2 separate regions of the Mus musculus genome follow, and region 1 is linked to region 2. Evidence: chromatin contacts called from public promoter capture Hi-C data. All regions are on one chromosome and are shown on one strand. Each heading gives the region's core, a stretch centred on a gene start, on an enhancer-like site or on the middle of the called end of the contact. The rest is flanking DNA. Distances are from core to core; before and after follow the strand shown.

What was found. Capture Hi-C pulls out chosen DNA fragments and counts their contacts.
Region 1: a contact with region 2 is called in a promoter capture Hi-C map of pancreatic islet. The contact joins two enhancer-like sites. A contact is called at or near these places in 2 of 39 promoter capture datasets (embryonic stem cells and frontonasal cranial neural crest), 2 of 484 Hi-C or Micro-C datasets (bone marrow-derived macrophages and nephron progenitors), 1 of 115 datasets of contacts at active chromatin or transcription factors (embryonic stem cells) and 4 of 9 other capture datasets (adipose tissue, embryonic stem cells, liver and 1 more).

Annotation. Positions count from the first base shown.
Region 1 is chr12:110,794,764-110,799,227 of GRCm38.p6, forward strand. Wdr20 (WD repeat domain 20) reads left to right here. Exons shown (of 3, transcript NM_027149.4): 3 at 1-265. Among named protein-coding and RNA genes, the nearest start is that of Mok, 44 kb to the right of the region's middle. Within about 2 kb of position 3,053, at least 79 of the 459 cell types and tissues checked have an H3K27ac peak or open chromatin away from gene starts, as enhancers often do. A contact at or near this core is called in pancreatic islet, where this site is marked.
Region 2 is chr12:110,663,897-110,668,305 of GRCm38.p6, forward strand. Dync1h1 (dynein cytoplasmic 1 heavy chain 1) reads left to right here. Exons shown (of 77, transcript NM_030238.2): 72 at 640-851; 73 at 1,187-1,340; 74 at 1,768-1,910; 75 at 2,062-2,230; 76 at 2,398-2,525; 77 at 2,667-3,048. The coding sequence ends at 2,795. It overlaps 1700001K19Rik (RIKEN cDNA 1700001K19 gene), which reads right to left. Exons shown (of 6, transcript NM_025488.2): 6 at 3,793-3,914. The coding sequence ends at 3,911. Among named protein-coding and RNA genes, the nearest start is that of 1700001K19Rik, 17 kb to the right of the region's middle. Within about 2 kb of position 1,820, at least 11 of the 459 cell types and tissues checked have an H3K27ac peak or open chromatin away from gene starts, as enhancers often do. A contact at or near this core is called in pancreatic islet, where this site is marked.

The DNA of each region.
Region 1 (4,464 bases), core at 1,803-4,302, 130 kb after region 2:
ACTAGATTATTGTATACCTGGTCAGTGTATGTCAGTACACATGGGTATTAATTATCATTTATAGTCCAACTTTTTATCTTAAATTATAAAATAACTTAGGAATTTATGAAAGTTAACTTAGGAACAAAGCATTCATCAGGGTTGATTGATATTATTTTTACATTGTCTGGCAATCCACAGAAAGAGAAGAGCCTTAATTTTTAAAACCCATTTTAGTCATTTTATGACAATTAAAATTGTTTAATAAACATCTTTTTTCAAAGAAGCAGTTTGTAGAACTCTGATTCAAATTGTGCACTAAAGTCCCCACGTGTTCCGGAGCTGGGCAGTTTAGATGTTCGGTGGCCAAGGACAGCAGCCACGGCTTTCAGAAGGCCTCCCTCTTGCCACATCAGCTAAGACTCACATGTTAGATGCACATACTTAGTTTTTCCCCAACAGCAGAAGAGAGGGTCTGACTGTTTTGTTGTATGGAGTGGGAGGGGCAGGAAGTTGGCTGGAAGCCAAGGACAGGTTCCTCTGTTCTGCTCTGTGAGGACTGTTAGGTGTCCAGGCTGCAGCGTGCCTCCTGACTTGGCATTTGGTGGGTTCAGGTCCCCCAGGGGAAAAGCACAAAGACACACACACACACACACACAGCCGTCATGTTCTTGTACAGCAGCTGAGAGTCCAGGACTCTTGGAGACAGCACTGCTGTAGGACTCAGATCCTACCCTGAGTGCCACCCCTCCCTTAGCCCGTGTCCTCAGGAGCAGTGCTGGGTCAACTGCCCCTGTGGCAGTTTGCTTTCAGCTCCTTAGGTCCAGCTCAGCTGCTCAAGGAATTTCTTTTCAAACACCAGTTTTCACAGTGGAGGATAGTTCCTTGAGCTGGGTATTTTGTATCAAAATGATAGTTATTTTATTTCTTAATTTATTTAGAACATTTAGGATTATTTTTCTGTGTTGTACACCTTTGTAGTTAAATATAGCAGTAATGATCGTTTGTATTGAGTCTAGAGTGAACTTGGCTCAGTAATGAAGACTTGGCTTTTATGTCTCCAAGGTATCAAGACTCTGGTAGACAGTGGTCAGCTACTGGCTTCCCTTTCCAGAAATCCAGGCCATATCCCAGGCCCCTTCCCTTGCTCTTACATGTTCATGGTGGATCTGGGCGCCCCCCATTCCTATCCCCCCCCCCCCCAAGAAGTGGCTGCTGTTTAATGTGGTAGCCACCGAAACATTCTGCCTATGAGATGGTGGCAGTCTCCAGCGTATCTCACCTGTGTGCCAAGGCATTTCATGTTGTTCCATGAGCAACTAACTCTTCACAAGGGTACTCATGTCCCATCTACCCTGGAAATTGACTCCTTTGTTCGTAGGGTTCTGATCTGAGGTAGCAAAGACTGCTGCTATATAGACTTTCAGAACTTCAGAGATCAAATTGAGCTGCTGGGTGGGCAGGCTAGAAATAAAACACTCTGTGCAGTTTCTGAGATATTGTCAAATGCTTCGGAGTCATTGAGTATGCAGTTTCCAAATTCAAGACTGTGTGTTTGGCCTAAATAGGGAGTGGCCAGTCATAGGTAAGTAACGTTTATGGTGAAGCATATGGTGGTCTCTCAGTTTGAGGGTATCTTTGCTGGCAGGGGGCCATTGCATGTGTATCTGTGGACCCAGCACAGATGATGGGAGCTTACAGATGCCCTGTCCTGGTAGCATTCCTAGACCCATGAGCTGGGATCAAGGGGAAATAGATAGGATGCTGACAGTGACTCGAATCACTCGCTAGTGGGAAGCGGGGGAGGTAGAACAGGGTGGAAACTACTTTCTTTAAAGGGGGAAAGAAAAGACCCTGCTGATGTTGTCGGATGGAGACCTATGAATTCTCTTCTGCATCCCCATAAAAACGTCACAGTTTGTGATTTGGGGTTTAGTCACAGTATATTTCAACTTCTGCTGCTAAGTGTTGTGTCCTTAATGATTAACCTGGAAACCCTGTTTGGGGTCCTTTGCTGTGTGTGTGTCTTACCCTCCTGGGCTCCCTGCTAGGTTCAGGGTCTGGTAAGAGCCCAGGCCAGCTCTAGAGGGCTGTCTTAGTTGCATGACCTGGCCCAGGCTGGCCCCTGCATGGAGGGCGTGGTGCTGCTCCAGGCCCGCTCTACCCCCCTGACTGACTCCTGCCCCCCTTTCTTTGACAGCCGGCAGAGCAGTTCTGCAGGCAGGAGGACAGAGTGCAAGGTGTTCTCCAAGACCAGAACTAAAGGTGCGGCAGCTCCAGAAGAGGGTGCTGGTGCTGGAGGGCGGGGCTTCCTTCCTCCTTGTGCCCTGCAGACAGAGGTGGTGGGGTGTCATGGGGTTGCACCGATTGCCATGGTGGGTCCTGATCTCCAAAGAATGAGGACTAGGGCCACTGTGCTTCTACAGTAGCCACCCAGAGAAATGTTTTTAGTTTTCTAAACAAACTTTGAGCTTCCTCATCAAAACTTCCCTGAGCGTTTTCATGAGCAAGAATATCTTTGGTAACTAGCTACTGGACTAAAACAGCTACTGGCAAGAGGCTCTTAAAGGCAGGGTTCCAGTCTGCTTGCTGTGACCCAGACAGAGTCTGCGGGCTCAGTGAGGGCCACTGGACAGTTGGACCCTCCTGTCTGTCCTGCTTGCCCACCGCAGACAACCTTTCTGGTGACTCGAGAAAGCAGCTGCCCTGTAGCTATGGTGAATCAGCCCCCAGCTCCCCCCCCCCCCGTTTTCCTTCTCTGTGCATGTGGTGCCAGGGATTATGCCAAAGGACTCAACCCCTGCCCAACACGCCACATCCCAGCCCTCTGCAGAGGCTCAGAAGTTGTATCTTCCTCTTAAACAAATGCTCCAGAGAGACTGGGTGATACCTGCAGCTAGTAGTGGCTTCTGCCTCCAGATTAGCCTACACAGGGCAGAGGATTAAGTTTGTCCTGATGGTTGAGTTTAGAAGTGCTCTGAGAGCTGCTGAGGTCAGGATGCAGGGTGAGGGCCATTAGAGAAGCCAGCAGGGAGAGGAGAGCAGCCACATTGTCTTCAGAGGCACTCTTAAATTAGGTGGACAAGGCCCAGGTCAGTAGTCTGCTCTAGTGTTTGTCTTAAACGCTCAGGGCACAGCTGTTCCTTCCATCCTGTAATGATGCATTCTGAATTTGTGCTAAAATGAGTGAGCCTGCCTTATAAGGCACACGTGTGCCTGTGTACAAGGCCCTCTCACCTGCTGGAGGGAAACGTTTTCTTTGTTGAGCAAGCTCGGAAGTGTAAAGAGTAACAGGACACAAGACACGGCCGGCCAGCCAGAGCTTAGTGGTGGCTTTTCCAGTGGCTGACCTTGGAGTGCACGCTACGCTGTGGGCAGTTAGTCACACATCTTGGCTCAGGACCAGTTTGCAGCACTGAGGCATGTGTGACCACTGTTGAGGCCCTCTCCTTACCCATGGAGCCTCCGTGCACTTCTCTGGGTAGGCCTGTACTGACTTGAAGACATGGCCTCTGGCTTGGGTTTGGTTTCTAAGGCTGAACTGGTCTCTGTCCTGGGAATGCATGGGGGAGCCGCCACACCCCCATGCCCTGTTTATGTCAGAGCATGCTGTTTGCCTTGGGCTGACTGGACCACCACAAGCTGGCTTAGGTTAACAAGGTGCTCATCAAAGTGCTATGTGGTGGCTGTCCCAGGGAACAGAGACGTCAGTGTGGCCCTGGTAAAGCCTGTGGCTCATTTGTGGAAAAGCACTTGTATTCAGCTGTTACCTTGACGAATCAGATCCCAGATTGAATTGTAAGACTGTTCTTTTCATGGAGCAACTGTCCCATGATGCTGGGGTTTTCACTCATGCTGCACTTATTACATTTTCTTTGTGTCATGGTTCAATTCCTGACTCTTGAGGTAAAAGTATGAAAATCGTGCATTTTTACTTCTGTGTACTTAGGTTTTAAAGACTGTTATTAAGTGACATTGTGTAAAGTTGTATGGGTATATTTATTTTCAGTGAAAGTCAAGGTAATACATGTATTCCTTTCTTACATTTTCATCTGATCTCTTCACAACTTGAATAAATTTCATGAAGAGCCCTCCTGCTGTGAACTACCAGGAAACTGAGCTCCTAATGTCGCAATAACTAATGAAGCTTGAATATCAGTATTGTTATTCATTTCTGAGAACCATGTTCTGTTTCACTGCTTTGTCTTTTAGCTGTTCCCTTGTCCCTGTCACAGCAAAAGATTTACCATATACTTGACTTCTGAAGTACTGGAGGCTGTCCTCTGTATATTGACATTGAATAAACGTGTGAATGCATTGTAAATGTAGATAAATTTTAAGTCATTTTCACATCCAAGCTTCATAAAAAGGAATCTCAGTGAGCCAAAAGAGAGAAGCTGTTAAATGCTGTAAAATTCAGAGCCTTGTTAATGTTTGTGAGACACCATGGATGACTCTGTGTGGACCATGGTCTCAGTTAGCTTC
Region 2 (4,409 bases), core at 570-3,069:
GAACGCTCTGAGAGCTTGCCTGTTGTCTGGGAGGAGGTGACCATGAGAAGGTGGGGGTGTCCATGGACAGTAGGAAGTGAGCGGCTGTGACATGGATTTAGTGTGAAGATGAGTGTCTGGTCTGGAGGCTGAGCGGCTCCCTGTGGGGTTGGATGCAGTCTCTCCAGCACACAGGCTGATTGGTTCTCAGTGCTGGTGTCACTTGACCCAGCGCTTCCCTAAGCCCTGTACCCATCAACACTGTCAAGAACCAGGGCATTGCCCAGCTTCTCCACCTTTCTTTGCACAGTCCAGAGAGCAGGGAGCCTCAGCAGCCTGGGCATCAATTCCCAAGTGTGAGGGACAGGCCTAGCACCAGTGTGCTTTTAGTAACGTGGCATTTGTGTGAGCAGAGTTCAGAAGAGTCCCAGTGGCCATCACAAACCCCTAGCAGGGTCTGCCTTTAGGCTGAGTGAGGCTTCTGAGGCCTGCAGGCTACAGCCTCACAGCACACAACCAGGCCATTGGGTCTGGCTTTGTCTTAATTGCCCTGGGGTAGACGTGTGGCACGAGGACAGCCTACAGGCTGCCGTGGTGAGCTGATGGTCAAACAGCTCTTGGCCTGTCCACTGAAGTCCTCCCCACCCGGGCCTGGCCTAGGCGTGGACATGATCAGCAAGATGCTGAAGATGCAGATGCTGGAGGACGAGGATGACCTGGCCTACGCAGAGACGGAGAAGAAGGCAAGGACGGACTCCACCTCCGATGGCCGTCCAGCCTGGATGAGGACACTGCACACCACGGCGTCCAACTGGCTGCACCTCATCCCACAGACACTGAGCCCCCTGAAGCGCACCGTGGAGAACATCAAGGTAGCTGGGCTGGGCTCAGCGTGCTGCTCCCCAGGCAGGCAGATCTCTGAGTTCGAGGCTAGCTTGGTCTACAGAGTGAGTTCCAGGATAGCCAGGGCTATATAGAGAAACCCTGTCTCGAAAACCCAAAATACAAAAAAAAAAGAATGGCCACCGCTTTAATTAAACTCTTTGAAAGCTGTGATCTGAGAGGGGCAGAGAAATTCATCAGGCCAGGGCCACACTGCACTCTGGCCAGCTCCCAAAAAGGTCTGGTCAAAAGCTCTGGTGCTGCTCCCAGGTGTGCCTTGTCTCTGCACAGAGCCCGTCCTTAGCCCTCTTCTCTCTGGCTTTAGGATCCTTTGTTTAGGTTCTTTGAGAGAGAAGTAAAGATGGGGGCCAAGTTACTCCAAGATGTGCGCCAAGATCTTGCTGACGTCGTTCAAGTGTGCGAGGGGAAAAAGAAGCAGACAAACTACCTGCGCACGCTCATCAATGAGCTGGTGAAAGGTGCTGATGGGGTGTGCGGCTGGGAGCTGGTCTGCCACTGTCCACACCCCATGTGCGGGCACACTGCAGTCCCCAGGCCACACGTGTCTCTTTCAGGCTTCCTCAATAGTGGGGGTCTTAGCAACGCCCCTGGTTTTCCCTAGGTTTTCCACAGGCAGCTCCTGTGACTTTCAGGGTTAATGCAGTGAAGAGGACAGAGGGGTGGGCGGGGCCTGGTCCAGACACACTGCACGCTGCAACACCTCTAAGCAGGCACCCCACACTACTGAGACAGCTTTGCCCAGGGCCTTCCTGGTTGTGGACAGAACACCAGGCGCAGCCAGGAGAGCGGGCTGTGGTGTGCAGATGCTGCCAGCCTGAGCCACGTCTGCAGAGGGGGACTTGGCAGAACTAGTGCTGAGGCCTGCGGCTCTCTTCCTTGCTGCAGGGATCTTGCCTCGGAGCTGGTCCCATTACACAGTGCCTGCAGGCATGACTGTGATCCAGTGGGTGTCAGATTTCAGCGAGAGGATCAAACAGCTGCAGAACATCTCACAAGCAGCTGCATCTGGTGGTGCCAAGGAACTGAAGGTGGGCATGCATGGCCCGGGGTAGGGGGGTAGGGTCAGGAGTGGCACTGATTGTCCTGGACTTGGGTAGAAAGTGTTCTTTCTCGATGGCACTAAGGACAACCAGGGCCTGTACCTGACCTGCTCTCCTTTCCACCGCACTGTTTGCACAGAACATCCACGTGTGCCTGGGTGGCCTGTTTGTACCTGAGGCCTACATCACTGCCACCAGACAGTATGTGGCACAAGCTAACAGCTGGTCCCTGGAGGAACTCTGCCTGGAAGTCAATGTCACCGCCTCACAGAGTGCCACCCTTGATGCCTGCAGCTTTGGAGTCACAGGTGAGCTGGCGTCTGATCTCTCAGCCTGGCCTTTCTGTGAAACCTGTTTCCAAATGAATGTACCCAAAGTGTCTGGGCAGAGCCGCCCAGCTGAGCCTGTGGGTGTCCTGGAAGCCGAGCTGTGTGGCTCTGTATGGCTTCAGCCCCTTCTCCACATCTCCTCACAGGTCTGAAGCTCCAAGGGGCCACGTGCAGCAACAACAAGCTATCACTCTCCAATGCCATCTCCACAGTCCTCCCCCTCACACAGCTGCGCTGGGTGAAACAAACAAGCGCCGAGAAGAAGGCCAGCGTGGTAAGTGTCGTGGCCTCGCTCTTTGGCTCTGCCGTGCTGGGACTCTACTTGTGTGCAAACAACTGCACCCCAGCCCTGGACCCCCATGGGAGCTTGTCCCTAGAGCTGATGAACAGTAAAGTCCCTCTGTCTGTCTCACAGGTGACCTTACCTGTCTACCTGAACTTCACCCGGGCAGACCTCATCTTCACCGTGGACTTTGAAATTGCTACAAAGGAAGATCCTCGCAGCTTCTATGAGCGTGGAGTTGCCGTTCTGTGCACTGAGTAAAGCTAGACTTTTCTCCAGTCCTCTTTCTGGAATAGGAAACTCCCAATATTTAACCTTCATTCATCCTTAACGGTGTGGAAGGGTTGATGGACTGGAAAGCAAGTGGTTGGTTCGCGTTGGCGGGTGACAGGTGCTGCGGTTGGAGACGGTGGGATGGGAGAAGAGAAGAGTGCGCTGTCCGAGGGCTGACCGAATGGCTGGGTTTAGTAAATAAAACACTAAGCATGACGGGCTCCCGCCTCTTGCCGCTCTGCTCAGTCTGCTGTGGGAATCCTTGCGTCCCAGCCCACCTCACCTTTGTCACCGTGGTCACAGATGCAGAAGCAACAGGGTGAGACCAGGAAAGCTGCACCTCCTCCCTGAGGCCTGGCAGCAACTCTGTTCGTGACTGACACCCCTATCCCTGGGGACCTTCTCTCTCTCAGACCTAAGCCCTGCCACCAGTCCATCCTCCCACACTTCCTTTCCACATGACCTGTGGTGAGAGAGTGGCCTCGTCCCACAGGAAGGGTGACAATTAGCCTGGTCCTAGCAACTCAGGATCTCTAAATCCCTCTGACTGTGTGGTACAGGGTGGGCAGAGGCTGTTGTCGTAGCTGTTAAGGACTCCTTAGCACAGAGAGGCACTGTCCTAACTCCCTTCTCTGGGAGAAGACACAGCAGGTTCCTCTGCAGGAGGAAAAGCCTGTGTTCTCTTAAGGAACCTAGGGGTGGTGCAGGTGACACGGCACCCACGGCTTCTTGCTCCGTCCAAACACCTCAGAGGATATTGCCTGAGTCTGTGGGGATCGCTGAGACCACGAAGATCACCCCAGCCCAATAACTAGACTTCTGCTCCCAGAATACCAGCCTATCCCCAACCCCTCCTACAATCAGAGGGATCGTTCTGGACAGTGGCCACCAGCCCTGTTGTCCTCCCTGGCAGTGCCACCTGGGGCACTGATGAGTACCCATAACCAATCCTGGAACGGCCCCAGCAGCACCCAGAGGTGGACATGCCCTGCCAAAAACGGGCACCTCCTTGTGGTGCCGTTTTTATTTGCACTTGGGAACCTTGTCCCCACCGAGGGGAGGACAGGACCTGGAGAGCAGCCCCAGACGTGTGCTCAGCTTTGTTACCTACCAGAAAGAAAGTGAAAGGTCAGTAGACAAGCTGGCCGAAGCACAACTGGGGAGAAACAGCTCCCAGGAGAGCCCAGCACGACCAGAAGCCTGCTCCCAGGGGACACAGAGGGCTTGCCCAGCACGGGCAGTGAGAGAGCTCTGAACACACAAGGAACCGGAAGGGATCTGCCTTCGATCCAGCACTCAGGAGATGGGCAGGCAGAATGGCAGGAAATGGAACAAGATCCTGAGGTTTGGGGTAGGAGGCCCAGTGAAGGCCACTCGGGTCTATCCCTGAATTGCAATCTATTTTTAAATATTTTTTTACATTGTGTGTGTGTGTGTGTGTGTGTGTGTGTGTGTGTGTGTGCGTGTGCACTCGCGCACATACCCGTACACATGCACACACACATACACCATTATGTGTTCCTGTGGACGTTGGTTCTCTCCTTCCACCATGTGGGTCCTAAGGATTGAACTCCGGTCATCAGGCTTTGCAGCAAGCGCCCT